Regions from separate parts of the Mus musculus genome. Here region 1 is linked to region 2. A link is a contact called in public HiChIP or PLAC-seq data. All regions are on one chromosome and are shown on one strand. Each heading gives the region's core, a stretch centred on a gene start, on an enhancer-like site or on the middle of the called end of the contact. The rest is flanking DNA. Distances are from core to core; before and after follow the strand shown.

Region 1 (3,654 bases), core at 1,024-3,523, 200 kb before region 2:
AGCAAGAGACCCAGTGAGGCACCTGGGAGGTGACTGCCTCAGCCCCACTGCCCACACTCTGGAATTGTCTCTCTCCCTCTCTAAGAGGAGATTGCTCCATCCACTGTTGCCATGGTTAAGCCGGAGGATAACACTGAACTCTCTGTGGTGAATACAGTATGAGTTCAGCAGATAGAAGGCTGAGTGTGCGGCTCGGTCGGTAGACTCCTTGCCTACCATGCACAAAGGCCTGGGTTGAATGCCCTGACGAGGCATAAACCCGGCATAGTTGTGCAAGCCTGTAATCCCACCACTTAGAAACTAGACACAGGAGGATCGGGAATTTAAGATTGGGATGGACTGGGATGCACGAGACCCTGCTGCGCAAATAAGCAGAATGGAAAAGATCCAGAGCCAGAGTCTGAGGAGTCTGGACAATCCTGCTTCTACTGTTTCTCAGACACAAGGCCTTTCTCAGACTTGCCAGACTGAGCATTGCTCTTACCTCTGAAAGCTTCTTGCCCCAGCAAACAGCAATTAGCCCAAAGACAAGTGACAGAGCAAACAGGTCGGCTTTAAGACAAAGATTTTAAAAAGGAGGGAAATGAGGGTGACAGCTGATTGATTGACATGTAGGGTGGGCGGGACAGATACTCCCTCCCCACTTCCTCATATCTGCTCTGCTGATGTAATTCTATCATATTTCCCAAGAACCATCTTTAACTTGCTTTTCTCCTTTCTCCCCATTATCCGATCCACTGCTAAATTCTACCTGTTTTATTTCTAAACTATAATCTTCTCTCAGTCGCCACAGGAATCACTCAGCAAGCAAATCACCACCTAGGCCAGCACTCTCTGAAAGCTTCCTAACAGCTCTCCCTCCACCTTCCCCGCCCTCCCTCTCGTCCACCCTTTGCAGTGCCAGCGAGTCACGTTTCAGAACATCACTGTTCTGCTCAGAAGTCTCCTCACTGGGCACAGCACACAGCCTCAGCTCCATCCTGGCCCATGGAATGGACTCCTGCACAGTCCATTCAGCCGTACCCTGATGAGTCACAGTCCCACTTGCCCAGTCTCGACCATACTGTTGTGGTGTCATGGTCACCAATCTCCAAGTCACGCCTCTCTTTTCCTCCTCCTCACACCTTCCCATAATTCCTTAGAAGCTGTTTCCTCAGAGACTGCTGAGATTTTGCCCCTATGAGTTAGAGCCTATCTAGCTCTGCCAGAGCCCTTTATCCCCCATCCCTAAAGCCTATCACTGCCTAGTCACTGGTCACTGGTTTGGCTCAGCCGCCTCAGTATCAATGGAGACCCAGGAATGCATATGAGGCTCCGTTTCAGATCCATTGCATCAGAAAGGAAGCTTGGGCCATCATCTGAGCTCTAGCTGATCTTCTGGATTGATTTGATACCCACAAAGATTAAGAACCAATACCATCATCTGTGGTAGATTAATCAGCTTCTGATCCTCTAACTTGAAAAGTACTCAGTTTCCTAAATCCTCAAAATAATGTGACAAGTAGGCCATCTCTGCATTTTATAGATGGGTATATGTATATAATTAAAAATTTTAATTTAATTAGCATTTCACTGTGCAGTTTCTGTTGGCCTTAAAACTCTTGATCTCCCTACCCTATCCCCTGGGGTTACAGGCGTGGGCCACCACATCCAGCCAGATTGTAAAATTATATTTATCAACGTGTTCTGTAGATGAGGATAATGTTGAACTTCTGACCCCCTGGTCTCCACTGCTCCAGATTTTTTTCCTCAATGAGCCACAAAGAGTATTTTATTTTGTCTTACAATACTCCCTTAGTAGTGGCAAAGCCAAATATTTTAACCTAGTTCTGTCCAAATAGAGACTTCATTGTAGCCTCAAAGCTATACTGTCCCACCTGAATTAGAAAGATCCAGAGTCGTGAGCCACTTCTGGTGTACTGCCAGTGTGGGAACAACCCACAGTACTTTGTATCACCCATCTGGGTGTGCAGGCTAGCATGTACCTGTGTAAGACTCCAGGGAGCCTTAGCTTACTGGGGACTCTCTGAGTGACAATGTAGAGGCAGGATCGATGCAAAAAGCAAGAGGAATTTATTGTTCCGGTGCACTGGGGTCCTTCCCAGACTCAAAGGACAGGCGGCAACCCCCAGCACTCTGTCGGTGAGTTTTTATATGGTTTCCAGGGGCAGAACAGGGCATCAGCAACTAGGCACAATATGATTGGCAGCACAGTACACCCTTTAAACTGGTCTTTAGCAAATGAGGTGACAAGGACTTCCCTTGTCAGAAGGTGCGCAACGTTCAGTCCTGCGGAATGTGTCCCCACCCGCAGGTCGGTTCCCTCCCTGTGGTCTGAGGAATGTTAATTAGCCTCTCCCTTCCGGAGAGGCAAGGGTTTCATGACCTTCCCAAAGTTCCTGAGCTGACCTTTTCACCTGTTATATCTCAGAGCATGAAAATGTAGTCACTACCATGCAGGTCTGAACCTCAGATGGTTTTGTTTCACCTTGGACCTACATCTGGCTCCCAATAGATTACAGATCTCTAGTGATCCCACCATCATGTCAGATATAAGATCAACTAGAAAAAATTTAGTTTCTACATGACTGCTTTTGACTGTGTCCGTGGTATATAAATGAGCTGAGTTAACTAGCAAGGAGGTGAGAGGTATTTACTTCTGGAAGATGAAGTAATTTTGTCAGACTGCAGACGCTGTTTATATAAGTAGAAGATGGAGGTTTCTGGATCAAATCAGATACACCTAAGGACGAGTCTCTTAAAACCCAAGCAACTTTTCACTAATAGGGTGATGTCTGCTGTTAGTATTCATAGCGCAAATTTATATTTTTTTTATATATTTTTATATTGTTTTAATTTGTCTTTTAAAATGTTGACCTTGGGCAAAAATTAAAAAGAGAGGAAGAAAGGAGTATTATAAATTCAAGGTCACCTGGGAGTGGTGGCGCATGCCTTTAATCCCAGCACTTGGGAGGCAGAGGTAGGTGAATTTTTGAGTTTGAGGCCAGCCTGGCCTGCAGAGTGAGTTCCAGGACAGGCAGAGCTATACAGAGAAGCCCTGTCTTGAAAAACCAAAAAAATAAAAATAAATAAATAAAGTCAAGGTCAACCTCAGATTGTAGCAAGTTCAAGGCTCAAAGAGACCTTTCAAAAAACAAACAAATAAATCAACAACAACAAAACAGGCACAACAGCTTTCCTCTGAAAACTTACATTTACATCATGACATGAATGGAAAGTAGAGTGTTGGTGAGGCGTAGAGACAGAGTATCAAACACAGGACCAGGTGCTTAGGTAGCTCCGAGAAGATGCTAAAGTCACTAGAACACTCTGGGAACCCTGCACAGGATGTTTTTCTGAAGGACAGTGGGGAAAAAGGAAAGTCTGGAACTAAGATACAAAGCAATAGATGTGACCAAGATACAAAGTAAATACATCAAGCAAAGATACAAAGTAAATACATCCTGCCACACTTTGACCCAAGTTCAGATGGAAGAGCAGGTCTGAGAGACAGAAAACAAAAAACAACAATCAAACACCCGCCCCCCCCCCCTCCAGCAGTTCCCTGTTGGGGGCTTGGAGGGAGGGGGAGAAGGGATTTGGAGTGGTAGCTTTGCCACTCCACATCCCTAGGCCCCACCTGACCCCTACCCA
Region 2 (3,462 bases), core at 420-2,919:
ACTTACGACAGTAAATAGCCTGAAATGTGCACAAGGTGATGGAGGGAAAGGGACTTCATTATTATCCCAACATCCAGAAACAACTAGAATAGTGCATTGGCCGATGCCCTTCCAGACTGTGTAACAAATGGGTTTTGTAGTAATATGGTATTTGGAAACCATTGTTTAAATTTTGCCATCAACTGTAAACTCTATCTATCTATCTATCTAAACACACATATTTAATTTGTCTGTATTAACTTATATATCTGCTGCTAACAGTTTGTATTCTTATTTTTGTGACAGGGTCATCCTCCCAGCATCCACCCTCTAGTTTAAACTGGGTTTTGCAAACACATTCAGCATGGGTGAAGCCAGGATTGATTCGCTTTCATGATGAGCCTTGTCTTGGGACTGCTCAGTCCCGCACAGAGAAGCACAGTGAACGTCCTCATTAAGGACATTGTTGAGAGGGCTGGGTAGCCAAACAACCAGCCAGTGGCTGTTTCAGGCTCCTTGCCGCTGTGCGCTAATGATGACTTACTTACAATGAGGTCAGGCTTGCCTCCCCTTCCCAGAAAAGCCTCTTGCTTACTACTCCTTGCATAACTGCCTAGAGAAAGCAAGCCAGCCTTCCTACCCACAAAAGCTGGAGGTCCTGATTGAATACCAAGACTACAGAAGAAAGCCCGATCCATCAGGCGCTGTCACGCTCCCACAGCCTGAGTGGCAGCGGACCACTTACTTCTCCATTCTGTAGTAGAGCATTCCTCTCTGGAAGTAGGCCACTGCAGAGTGCTTGTCTCTGTTGATGCTTTTGGTGAAGGCCTGCAGGAGGAAGGGTCCATAAGGAAGTGTCAGAGTATTGCCAGGGAGAGGCAAGACTTGTGTCATAATGATTCGGCAATTCAAGGTGACAAAACTGGCCCCGGGGTACAGAGATCTTGGATCAAAATGCCCTGGGGTGTTATTTCCTCTTTGCATAGCCTGTGGTAAATTACCTAATCTTCTTGAACCTCCTTGTTTTCCTCTGTAAAATAAGTGATGGGGACAGAGAGATGGCTCAGCAGATAAGAGTGCTTGCTGCACGTCCAGAGGACCTATATACACTTCCCAGCACCCACATAGTGGCTCACAACCTACACTTCCCAGCACCCACATAGTGGCTCCCAACCATCTGAAATTCTAGTTCTACGGGCTCTGATGGCCTCTCTGGCCTCCTTGAGAATCAGGTACGCACATGTTGTCAAAACAAGCATGCCATCAAAATAACCGCTCACATTAATTAAAAAAATTAATAATAAAAATAAAATAATAGTGATATAGTTAGAATGTATATTGCATTTTCTTGATACAAATTTATTGTGTGATCATTTATATCACTAAATAACAAGTAAGAAAACATATATAATATTATTCATATTGGATTAAACAGAAAGACTATGACAGATGAGATGAGAGGCCTGGTGACAGAAAAATGGAAAGAAAGATCTTGACCAGTAAGGGTAGAAGTCAGGGATCTGAAGGTGTGAGGTGGCCTTTGGTCCAGGCCAGGTTATAAGCATCCAGGGCCTATGGCAGAGCCTTGTCTGGGAGAGCTGCCTCCGTTTGTCTCCACAGCTCTCAGCTCTGAGGATGCAGCCGCACCCCTGAGGGAAGTAGGAGGAGGCATTCCTCCCTCCAGGCGGAGGCTGGATGGGGGCCGTGCTCTGCACCATCTGCTTGCTGACCGGAAGAGTCTGAGCCTATCCAGTACCTTCCTCTCCTCCTGTCAGGATGTGGATGTGTTTTTTCACTGGCTGGTCAGAGGATGAACCAGTGTGAACTGGTTCTTTGGAGGTGGTGGAGGCTGGGGAGACGTTCTGTAGGTAAAATGCTGGCCTCACAAGCCTCACAGCCTACAGAGTCCAAGTTTAAAAACAAACAAACAAACAAACCAAAACCAAAACAAACCAACAAGGGTGGAGTCACATCACATCCTTTCTAATCTTAGCGCTGGGGAGGCAGAGACAGGCTTTCTAGCCAGCTGAACCGAATGTGCAAGATCTGGGCCAATAAGAGACTGTACTGGCTGGTTTTGTGTGTCAGCTTGACACAGCTGGAGTTATCACAGAGAAAGGAGCTTCAGTTGAGGAAATGCCTCCATGAGATCCAACTGTAAGGCATTTTCTCAGTTAGTGATCAAGGGGGAAAGGCCCTTGTGGGTGGTGTCATCTCTGGGCTGGTAATCTTGGTTCTATAAGAGAGCAGGCTGAGCAAGCCAATGGAAGCAAGCCAGTAAAGAACATCCCTCCATGGCCTCTGCATCAGCTCCTGCTTCCTGACCTGCTTGAGGTCCAGTCCTGACTTCCTTGGTGATGAACAGCAGGATGGAAGTGTAAGCCGAATAAACCCTTTCCTCCCCAGTTTGCTTCTTGGTCATGATGTTTGTGCAGGAATAGAAACCCTGACTAAGACAGGGACCCTTCCTAGAAAACAACAACAACAACAAGAAGCAGGTGAAGCTCCCGCGGAGCTGTGAGATCGAGTTCAGCAGACAAAGGCACTTGCTGTGCAATCTCAGAGATTTGGGGTCGGTCACTGGATCCAGGTCAAAATGGAAGGAGGGAACTCCACAGAGTCGTCCTTTGATTGACACATGTGCGTCATGACATACGTAGCCACCCCCACCCACATCACACACGCACATGTACACACACACACACCTAAGCAATCAAGAGGCCTGCTGGTCATGTTGAACACCTCTGATCCCAGCACTTGGGAAGCAGAGGCAGGCGGATCTCTGTGAGTTCAAAACCAGCCTGATCTGTAGACTGTGTTTTAGGATAACCAGGTCTCCACAGAGAAAAATCAAAATAAAATAAAGAGAATCGAGCATGTTCAACTCCGGGCCAGAGAAAAAGTATTTTAAAAAGATGCTGATCGGGAGGCAGAGGCAGGCGGATTTCTGAGTTTGAGGCCAGCCTGGTCTACAAAGTGAGTTCCAGGACAGCCAGGGCTATACAGAGAAACCCTGTCCCAAACAAAACAAAAAACAAAAAAAGATGCTGAAATGCCCTATCCCATACCCTTGGTGAACTTCATGACTTAATTACAGTGTGAGTTTCCTCAACTAGCCTCAGAATTCTTAAAGAAGAACCCTGCCTTGTTGATCAGACTTGTTCTTTGAGCAGGCCAAACTGATAGGATGTTGCGTAAGTTCCTGGAAGCCATAATAGGCATTTTACAACTGGATACAAGGGTTTATGGTGCAGAGAAACTTTATCCAGGAGGCGAGGTAAAAGAAAACACAAATGAAGAAGTCTTCACAAAGGGTTAAAAGATGATCTTGGGTAATAAGGAGATCTCATAAAGAGCAGAGCCCCACCCATGGGTGGCTCTGAAAACCTGCCCTGGGAGCTTTTAAAACTGCCTGCCAGGCCAGGGGCAATTAGTTGGGGCCTCTGAGGTTGTTCTGGAAGGCTTTTGTTCCTTTCCGGCTCT

What was found. HiChIP or PLAC-seq counts read pairs in DNA pulled down with a chosen protein or histone mark.
Region 1: a contact with region 2 is called in an H3K27ac HiChIP or PLAC-seq map of embryonic stem cells, with 10 read pairs. The contact joins two enhancer-like sites. A contact is called at or near these places in 3 of 39 promoter capture datasets (cranial neural crest and embryonic stem cells) and 2 of 115 datasets of contacts at active chromatin or transcription factors (both in embryonic stem cells).

Annotation. Positions count from the first base shown.
Region 1 is chr1:153,008,155-153,011,808 of GRCm38.p6, reverse strand. The region is part of intron 1 of Nmnat2 (nicotinamide nucleotide adenylyltransferase 2); the gene reads right to left. Among named protein-coding and RNA genes, the nearest start is that of Nmnat2, 55 kb to the right of the region's middle. Within about 2 kb of position 2,273, at least 51 of the 459 cell types and tissues checked have an H3K27ac peak or open chromatin away from gene starts, as enhancers often do. A contact at or near this core is called in embryonic stem cells, where this site is marked.
Region 2 is chr1:152,808,263-152,811,724 of GRCm38.p6, reverse strand. Ncf2 (neutrophil cytosolic factor 2) reads right to left here. Exons shown (of 16, transcript NM_010877.5): 3 at 725-807. Among named protein-coding and RNA genes, the nearest start is that of Ncf2, 9.8 kb to the right of the region's middle. Within about 2 kb of position 1,669, at least 77 of the 459 cell types and tissues checked have an H3K27ac peak or open chromatin away from gene starts, as enhancers often do. A contact at or near this core is called in embryonic stem cells, where this site is marked.